3 separate regions of the Mus musculus genome follow, and all the other regions are linked to region 2. A link is a contact called in public HiChIP or PLAC-seq and Micro-C data. All regions are on one chromosome and are shown on one strand. Each heading gives the region's core, a stretch centred on a gene start, on an enhancer-like site or on the middle of the called end of the contact. The rest is flanking DNA. Distances are from core to core; before and after follow the strand shown. Region 1 holds the start of Adam23 (a disintegrin and metallopeptidase domain 23). Region 2 holds the start of Klf7 (Kruppel-like factor 7 (ubiquitous)). Region 3 holds the start of Plekhm3 (pleckstrin homology domain containing, family M, member 3).

The links. A called contact is a pair of places that touch in the nucleus more often than the background predicts. HiChIP or PLAC-seq counts read pairs in DNA pulled down with a chosen protein or histone mark.
Region 1: a contact with region 2 is called in a Micro-C map of embryonic stem cells, with 5 times the contacts expected there. The contact joins the promoter of Adam23 here to the promoter of Klf7 in region 2. A contact is called at or near these places in 4 of 484 Hi-C or Micro-C datasets (all in embryonic stem cells) and 1 of 115 datasets of contacts at active chromatin or transcription factors (embryonic stem cells).
Region 3: a contact with region 2 is called in an H3K4me3 HiChIP or PLAC-seq map of bone marrow-derived macrophages, with 3 times the contacts expected there. The contact joins the promoter of Plekhm3 here to the promoter of Klf7 in region 2. A contact is called at or near these places in 5 of 115 datasets of contacts at active chromatin or transcription factors (bone marrow-derived macrophages, effector CD8 T cells, memory CD8 T cells and 2 more).

Annotation. Positions count from the first base shown.
Region 1 is chr1:63,444,594-63,447,293 of GRCm38.p6, forward strand. It overlaps Adam23 (a disintegrin and metallopeptidase domain 23), which reads left to right and starts at 1,298. Exons shown (of 26, transcript NM_011780.3): 1 at 1,298-1,819. The coding sequence starts at 1,618.
Region 2 is chr1:64,120,119-64,122,818 of GRCm38.p6, forward strand. It overlaps Klf7 (Kruppel-like factor 7 (ubiquitous)), which reads right to left and starts at 1,271. Exons shown (of 4, transcript NM_033563.2): 1 at 782-1,271. The coding sequence starts at 883. Gm35880 (a long non-coding RNA gene) reads left to right here and starts at 1,449. Exons shown (of 3, transcript XR_373464.4): 1 at 1,449-1,553.
Region 3 is chr1:64,955,383-64,958,082 of GRCm38.p6, forward strand. Plekhm3 (pleckstrin homology domain containing, family M, member 3) reads right to left here and starts at 1,442. Exons shown (of 8, transcript NM_001039493.1): 1 at 1,313-1,442. It overlaps Gm51627 (predicted gene, 51627), which reads left to right and starts at 1,197. Exons shown (of 3, transcript NR_165472.1): 1 at 1,197-1,445.

The sequences.
Region 1 (2,700 bases), core at 48-2,547, 680 kb before region 2:
TGCATGCGAACGAACATTGGTTAATTAATTAAATCCATGTGTCCAATAAATACTCATGCTCAAATGTGGAAAGAAGAGATTAAAATTAATATCTGACACCTCAACCGCTCTGCAGTGTGAGATCTGCATGCAGGCCTGTCATCTTTGTCTGTCTCCAGAAGTTCGTTCCGTGAAGCTCGGGTACAGAAGGTGGCTAACAGCCTTGACTGTTATTTTAATCACACACTTCTAGAACCTTCCCAGCCCTTTCCAAGTAGATATCCTTAGCTCTATTTTAAATATCAATAATGGAGTTAGACACCATTGTTATTACTCAGACCAGTCTTGGGAGAGTGGATAAGTTACTGTTGGTGTTACCAGAGTCCAGTGATAGAAATGGGCCTCAAATTTTAATTAGGAACCACCAGAATTAGTAGCGGCTGCTAACCCACCCAAACCAGGGAACTGACAGCACTGAGCGAAAATACCCCCTTTCTCTGCACAAGATACGACTGGATCTCAAAAATAGAAGTGTGTTCTCAGAAATGCCTGCGCACCCCCAAGGCTGGTTGACAAACGATAGATTTCCTAAGATAGCTGCACGGTTGCTTTCTAATCTCTGTATTTCTTCTATTCCAGAATATGGCCCGTCACACTTTCTGAATTTAGCTCTCTTCAAAGCCCTATGGGCACGAGGAGGGAGGACCCACGACCCTGCAAGGGGATCCCAGTGGCTCAGTGCCCACAGACGCCAGCCTGCGGATGCACCACAGTGCTTCCCACTGTCATCCCACTCGCTGCTATGAGGAGCACAGCTATTTTTACCTCCCTGGCTGCAGCCCTTTATTTGAAGGAAGGAAATAAATAAAGGTTTGAGAAGGAAAATGCATAGTCTCAGTTTTCCTTGCGCTGGAGAGTTGGTATAGGAGTGGGTGTTGAGGATGGGTCGCTTTTCTTGGCAAGTTGTTGCCAGATCAGGCTTGCCCCAGGCCTGGAAACCCTTGCACTTTCCTCTTGGGGTCATCCCTGACTGCAAACTTCTTTCTCCCCTACCTCTGGTCTTTGGAGGTGCCACCAACTATTTTGATGCTGCCTGGGATGCTGCATCACTCTGCCCCCCCCCCCCCCCAGGGCTCCCACAGTCGAGCATGCGCAGCGCGGCCCATGCAGGCTACAGCATCAGCATCTGCAAGAGCATCAGCATCCGCACCCGAAACCCCGTTCGGGCGCGCTCCCGGAGGGTGGGGTGCAGTACCGCGCTGCGCGTCCCCGAGTCTCGCGCCCGCGCCGCGCGTGCCCGTGCCGCTCGCTCCTGCGCGCGCCTCCTCAGCATCCTTAGGCCCGGCAGCAACCCCCGCAGTCACTGGTGCGGCCGCGCCCGCCACTGGGAGGGTGCAGCCACTGGAGGAGGCTCCAAGTTGGTGGAGCGGCGGGGACCCCTCTCTGCGGGCCGCTCCCGGAAAGGCGGAAAGAGCAGAGGACGGCGCGCCGCCGTCCCCGAGACCCCAGCCCCTGACCCCTGCCCGCGGCCGCAGCATGCGCGCCCAGCCGGCGTGACCGGCTCCGCCCGCAGCCGCCCCGCAGCCCAGCCCGGCTCTCTCGCGGGTCACTCGGACCGGCGCCCGGGAGCGATGAGCCATGAAGCCGCCCGGCAGCATCTCCCGGCGGCCGACCCTGACGGGTTGCAGCCTTCCCGGCGCCTCCTGCGGCCCCGGCCGCTGCCCCGCCGGCCCGGTGCCGGCCCGCGCGCCGCCCTGCCGCCTGCTCCTCGTCCTTCTCCTGCTACCTGCGCTCGCCACCTCATCCCGGCCCCGTGCCCGGGGGGCCGCTGCGCCCAGCGGTGGGTATGGCCGGTGCCCTTTGCGTTGCCTTCCCCGCGGGGCCCTGGGGAGGAGAGAGAAGGGCACGCAGGTGCGTGTAACCCGGACGAGTGGGTCCCCAGCCTGGCCTTCGAGCGCCTCCCTGTCCACCTCTCCACCCTTGTCCGTCCCAAGCCCAGGTTCATGCTGGTTCACTTTTGGAAGTCCGTTTCTGTTGCATTCACTAAAGACCCATTCCAGTGACTGTGGGTTCCACCCAGAGGTATTTGGTGGCTCCTGAGTCCTTTAGCGCTCTCTATGTAACTTCCAGTGACAGGAAGATGCAGTGAGCTAGCAAGTTGCTTTTTGCCTTGGGGAACCTTCATATGAATGCGGAGGGGTGGGGGGCATGCAATAATAGTGACAAATGCTTGATCCCTCAAATTCCCCACCAGGTTTAGTCCCTACTGTTGGAATTAAGGTGAGAGAGGCATAATTTGGGGACCAGAGAATGAAAGTCTCCAAGACACTCTTTGCGCATGACCTTTGGCTGTGTTTTCCCAAAATGCTTGTCATAATGAGCAATCAGAATAATACAATGTTGAGCACACTGGTGATTGGAAGTCACTGAAAGCAGAAAGCTGGCCTTGGCAGTAAAAAAGAAAGAATTTGGAAAGTTGCCAGCAACTATAGCCCTTTATGGCAAAACAGTTTTTTTTCTCATCTCAAAGTTAGAAAGAAATAGAAATCATTCATATATGTATGTATATATGTGTGTGTGTATATACATATATATATACACACACACACATATATATATTTCTACATTCACACACACATAATACACATAAACACACACACACACACACACACACACACACACACACACAAATATATTTGAAAGTATCACTTTACATTCAGT
Region 2 (2,700 bases), core at 21-2,520:
ACTAGTCCTCTAAGACAAAGTAGGGAAGCAAGGAAGCACACACCACCCTTTGTCCAAGGTGGTGCTAACCTGAGAGGCACCCCAAACAAACAAACAAAAAGCAAGGACACAGTACAGGCTGCTCTCTCTGGAGGCATTAGCTAGAGAAACCATACAATACATTGTCAGCCTAAGAGAGACATATCTTCTCATCTTCCTTGTACATATCCTTAAGCATCTTTTGTCACCTGGCTTCTCTTCGTACAGCTCACCTTGTATCTAAAAATCAAGCTCCTATTCTTTATTGACACTCAGTAAATTACTGGGAAAAACACTCCGTGCTTCCCCCCACCCCCCTTGACGGTCTTCAGGACCAGTTGAAATGGATAAAGCTGATTTAAGTACTAAGGTCAGAACTCCTGCATCTAGGAACGTGGTATCCTGTCAACCATTGCTCGACCACCTTCCCACCCGGCTCCTCCAAACCCGAGAAGTTCGCCAGCAATTCTCTGCTAGGGGACAGCGAGCCGACAACGTGTGCGCAAGGATGTGTGTTGGTGACAGAAATGCAGGCAGCTAGGACCGGCTCAGCTCAACACACTAAGGGGCTAGGGGTGGGTGGAGAGGTAAGCGCATATGATTGTTTCACAAAACATTTTAAACAACACACAGCCAAAAAATAAATAAATAAATAAAAAGAAAAAATTAATTAAAAAAATTTCAACTCAAAGCCCACACCAAACGCAGCCCCTGCGTCTCCGCCGCCGCCACACGATTTACACAAGTAATTTAAATCATTCACCTGCTGCCAGGTCTCCTCCAGGGATGGCAAAGCTGAGAAGTAGCCGGTGTCGTGGACAAGTTGTAGCTCCTGGAATATACTATAACTAGCCAACACGTCCATGCTGCTGCTGCCGGGCAAAACCGGAGGAGAAACCCTCCCCCGAGCTCAGCTGGGTCTGTTTGTTTGTCAGTCTGTCTGGCTCACCCCCCAAGAAGGCAGACATCCAGTGGCCCTTTTGTTTTGTTTTGTTTCAGTCAACTAAAAAAAGGAGAGAAAAAAAATCAATGCAGGAGAGAGGGAGAGAGGAGGTGAGAGAGGAGGGAGAGAGAGGAGGTGAGAGAGGAGGTGAGAGAGGAGCGAGTGAGTGGGGTGGATCGGAGAGAGGGATCCAGCGTGTACAGTGCAGATGACTGCCAGGAAAAGGGGACTTCACGGGAGTAACAATTCCCTTCCAGGGCTCTAATCACTCCAGCGCGTGGATCAGGAAGGGGAACGCAAACTCACTGACACGAAGCTGCCATCTATATCTGCAGCGCTGTTCGCTCCTAATGCAATCTTTGCTCTTTATTTTGGGAGGTTGCATTTTTTTTCTCGCGATCGCTTCTCTCCCCCCCCACCCCTTCCCTTCCCTCCCCACCCCCCACCCCATCCTCGCTAGTTTGTAGTCCCCCCCCCTTGTCTCCTCCTCCTGCTCTTCCCCCTCCCCAAACTCCCTCCCTCCGCCCCGTTTTGCGCGCAGCCGTGGGATCTCGGAGGAGGGCGTCCATTAGGCCGCGTGTGACCATGTAAGGTAAACAGGGGGCTCATGAAGTCACTGAGGACCAATGCGGCACTCGGAGAGGACCATGGGGCGGGGCCTGGCCCCGACGGCAGCCGCCGATTGGCGCGCTGCGGATCTCCCTGCTGCCTTACAAGGCGGTACGAGGCAAGCTATTTTTAGAGGGCTATATAAAGGGGTAGAGGAGTCCGCCAGGCGGCCGGGGAGCTTGAGCGCCAGGGAGTGTTGCTGCGACACTTGCGCTGGCTCCTGGGACGCCTAGGCGGCCGGGTTCGGGCTGCGCGCTGGCCTCCGACCCTCGCTGCAGGGCTCGCCCGAGCCGCCGGCGCCCGTACCCAGTGCAGATCCGAGGGGACGGGTTGCCGCGGTGGCCGATCGGGAGGTGCGGTCCCGGTCCTGGGTTAAGATGCCTCCTGCGGGAGCAGCCGGTAGAGCGGCGGCGCAGCGGTCGGGGGCAAGGAGCTCTTTGCACTCGGCCTTCCGCCAAGCATGGGGAAGAAGGGTAGCAAGGGAGAGCCCAGGCTCAGGACAGCGTCACGTACCCCAGACTAAAGCCCAAAAGCCAGTTCCGAATTCCCCACAGGGTGCCGAAATGAAGTGCCAGAGAGGAAGTGCCTCACAATGGCAGAGAACAAAGGCGAGCTGCACGGAGACTAGCTTGCGCCCGCCCCCGACGCTGCACGCTGTCCCCGCCCCGGCCCGCGCGCCTCCGTGCGCGCCGCCGATCGCCTACCGCCCTCCTTTTCCTCTGAACTGAGCCTAAAACCTGGCCAGGAGTCTGGTGTCCAGCATCTAAGCGTGTGCATGAAAGAGAATAGGGGGAGCGTGGGTCGAATTAGGGTGCAGGCTGGAGCGGGGAGCAGTTAGCTAGCAGATCCTTACAAGAGGTTTATCCAGTAACTTCATGGAGCAGGTATGGAGCAGGGCTCTAAAGATCTCAAGATTCTGCAAGCTCAGAAATGGAAACCTGTGCAATGCACGTGGTTAAGAGTTGCCCATTTGTTTGCTTGACCTTAAATGGCTCGTGTGCCTTCTCCAAAATACACCGAAAGCTGGACTCCTTTAGAATAACTACAGAATTCAGTACTTAGACACGAGAAACGTCCTTATACCTTCAATGGGAGAAATACAATTTAATCGACTCCATATCATTCCTTTC
Region 3 (2,700 bases), core at 192-2,691, 840 kb after region 2:
TGCCTTTAATTCCAGCAGAGGCAGGTGGATCTCTGTGAATTCAAGACCAGCCTAATCTACATAGCAATTTCCAGGCTAAACAGGGTTACATAGAGAGACTCTCTCAAAAAAAACATACATATTTAATAACTCATTGAATCTTTGATGAGGTGGCTATTATTCCCATTCTACAGATTAGGAAACAGCTAAATTGAGTAAACTTTCCAGGATGACGAAATGAGAAAGTGACCAAACAAGAATTTAAGCTGAAGTAAGCTTTCAGGATCTTGCCAGAACAATAGCATTGTTAAAGTACTTACTATAAAGACAAACACACAAGTTATTGATGTTATTTCTTGGTACATGACATTTACACACTTCGTGTCAATTTAACCTAATACTTGACTCCTAGTGAAGTTAGATTATGTTACCAAGGTAACACATGTATATTGACCTTTTAAAGACCTCATTTTTGCTATGGTATTTCTTTAAGTAAATGAAATAAAAACTACTTGGTGTTTTAAGCAACCACTTATAACGTGTACTATTCTATAATGCTGTATAAGTACAAGTCACAATTTATTATGATTTGTTGAAAATATTTTACAGGAAAAACCCAGAAGTTTCTTTCTAGTTCCATGGATCAAAGAAAAAAAGGGGAGGAACTAAATAACATTTACAATAATATATCTCAATCTTTTTAACCTGTAAAGGCGCCTTGCTTTGCAAACTATACATATAAGCCCAGCCTCTATTTGTCTTCTGAAATCAGAATTTTTTTTCCAGCTTAAGGGCCTGAGGACTCCTTATCTTGTTTTGTTTGTTTTGTTTTTGTTTTCTAGCTTAATAAGCTTTTCATACAAGACCAATCTATCATTAGTCCTGTACTGTCATTTACTATACATTCAAAATGGGCTCAGTCAATAGAAAGAACAAACGTAGCGTTTCTCTGGGGCTAAAAGCTCTACTGGGGTTTGGTTTCTATGATCGCTGGGGAGGGGTTACTAAAAACAACGCAGAAACAGGATCACCTTATTCAACTACTTTCTAATTTGCGTTACTTGATTCACAAAAAATAAACACCAGGTCATGTCTTCCTCCTCACTTAGCCACCCACAAATGAAGTGCTATCCCCAGCGCGAAATACAACAGAAAGCGGTGCGTGGGAAGAACCCCGGCGACCCCGGGGAGCTCCGGGGATGCGTCATCCCGTCCCCCTCCCCGCCCAAGGCCGCCGTGAGGAGGATGCTCACCGCGGCTCTGGTCCCTTCTCCCCTGCGGCCTGCAGCCGACCCCCGGCAGGACCCCGACCCGGGCAGCCCGCCCTCCTCACCGCCAGCGACTGCGCTCCAGCTGCCGACCATCCCGGCCCGGCTCTGTTTACAAGCGGCTTCTCGCGGTCCCACGCCCAAAAGCTTCCCCGCGGCAGCCCGGCAACAGGATCCGATTACACAGAGTTCCAGCCGGTGAGGACCGGTCCCTCCTACGGGAGGAGCAGGCGGTCGGGCGGGGCCTGACCTCCTTATCTTATTGTTTGCTTTACAGCCTTTATCCCAGGCTTGGTCCCTTCCACGTTCTTCCCAAGACCGAGGATGTTTGCAGTTAAAACTGTCACTTGGAACCTACCAGGGCAGGGCCAGCTAGCAGCAGTTGCTAAGAATAAGAGAATTTCTCAGAAATAATGCTTTCCAAACATAGGAATGAACTGCTTGTCATCTTTGGATAGGTGCACGAACTGCTTTTCATCTTTAGTTAGGTTCACGGTTTTAAAGGATGTGGTTGAGGGGAAATGTCTCTAACCTGGCTGTGGATTCCTAGTCTAGCAGCTAGGGCTTAGGGAAGGGCAAGAAGTCACCTCTCCTGAGGTCTGCTGGTAACCAGCCACTTTGCAAAGACGTGCAGTTCCGGTTGGATGAATCTTCCTTTCAGTTTTCAGTCTTAATTTGCCATCACAGCATACTTCTTAGTCGGTTTTTTTTTTTTTTTTTTTTTTCAATTAAGCTTAGTAAGAGAGGGGCGGGGGCGGGGTAGCACACACTTTTAATCCCAGCACTGGCACTGAGGAGGCACAGGCAAGTGAACCTGTGTGAGTTTGAAGCCAACCTGGTCTACACAGAGAGTTCCGGGCCAACCAGAGCTACAGGCTTTGTCTCAAAAGCAAAAGCAAGCCAAGCAGTGGTGTCACAAACCTTTAATCCCAGCACTCAGGAGGCAGAAGCAGGTGGATCTCTGTGAGTCTGAGCCCCTCCACCCTTGTCTACAGAGTGAGTTCCAAAACAAAACAACAACAAAAGCAAACAAAGCACAAACAAACGCGTGTAAGTCAATGACCAGTATCCATATTCTGTTTAAAAATGGAGAGAATTAGGACTCAACAGGATATATAATATTTTTTTTGAAAGTCAAATCTTTAAAAAGTACAGAATCAAATTGTGATTGGTTGAATAGATTTGGCTCCCATAGACTCATGTTTCAATGCTTGGCCATAAGGAATGGCACTATCAGAGGTGTGACCTTATTGGAGTAGGTACATTCTTGTTGGAGGAAGTGACTGCTACTTAAGCCGGCTTTGAGATTGCTGTATACTAAGGTATAGGTATATTAAGCTCTGCCCAGTATGGAATCAGAGCCTCCTCCCAGCTGCCTGAAGTAGACTGTCTCCTTCTGGTTGTCTTGGCATCTAGATGTCGAACTCTTGGGTCTTCCAGCACTTGCCTGTAC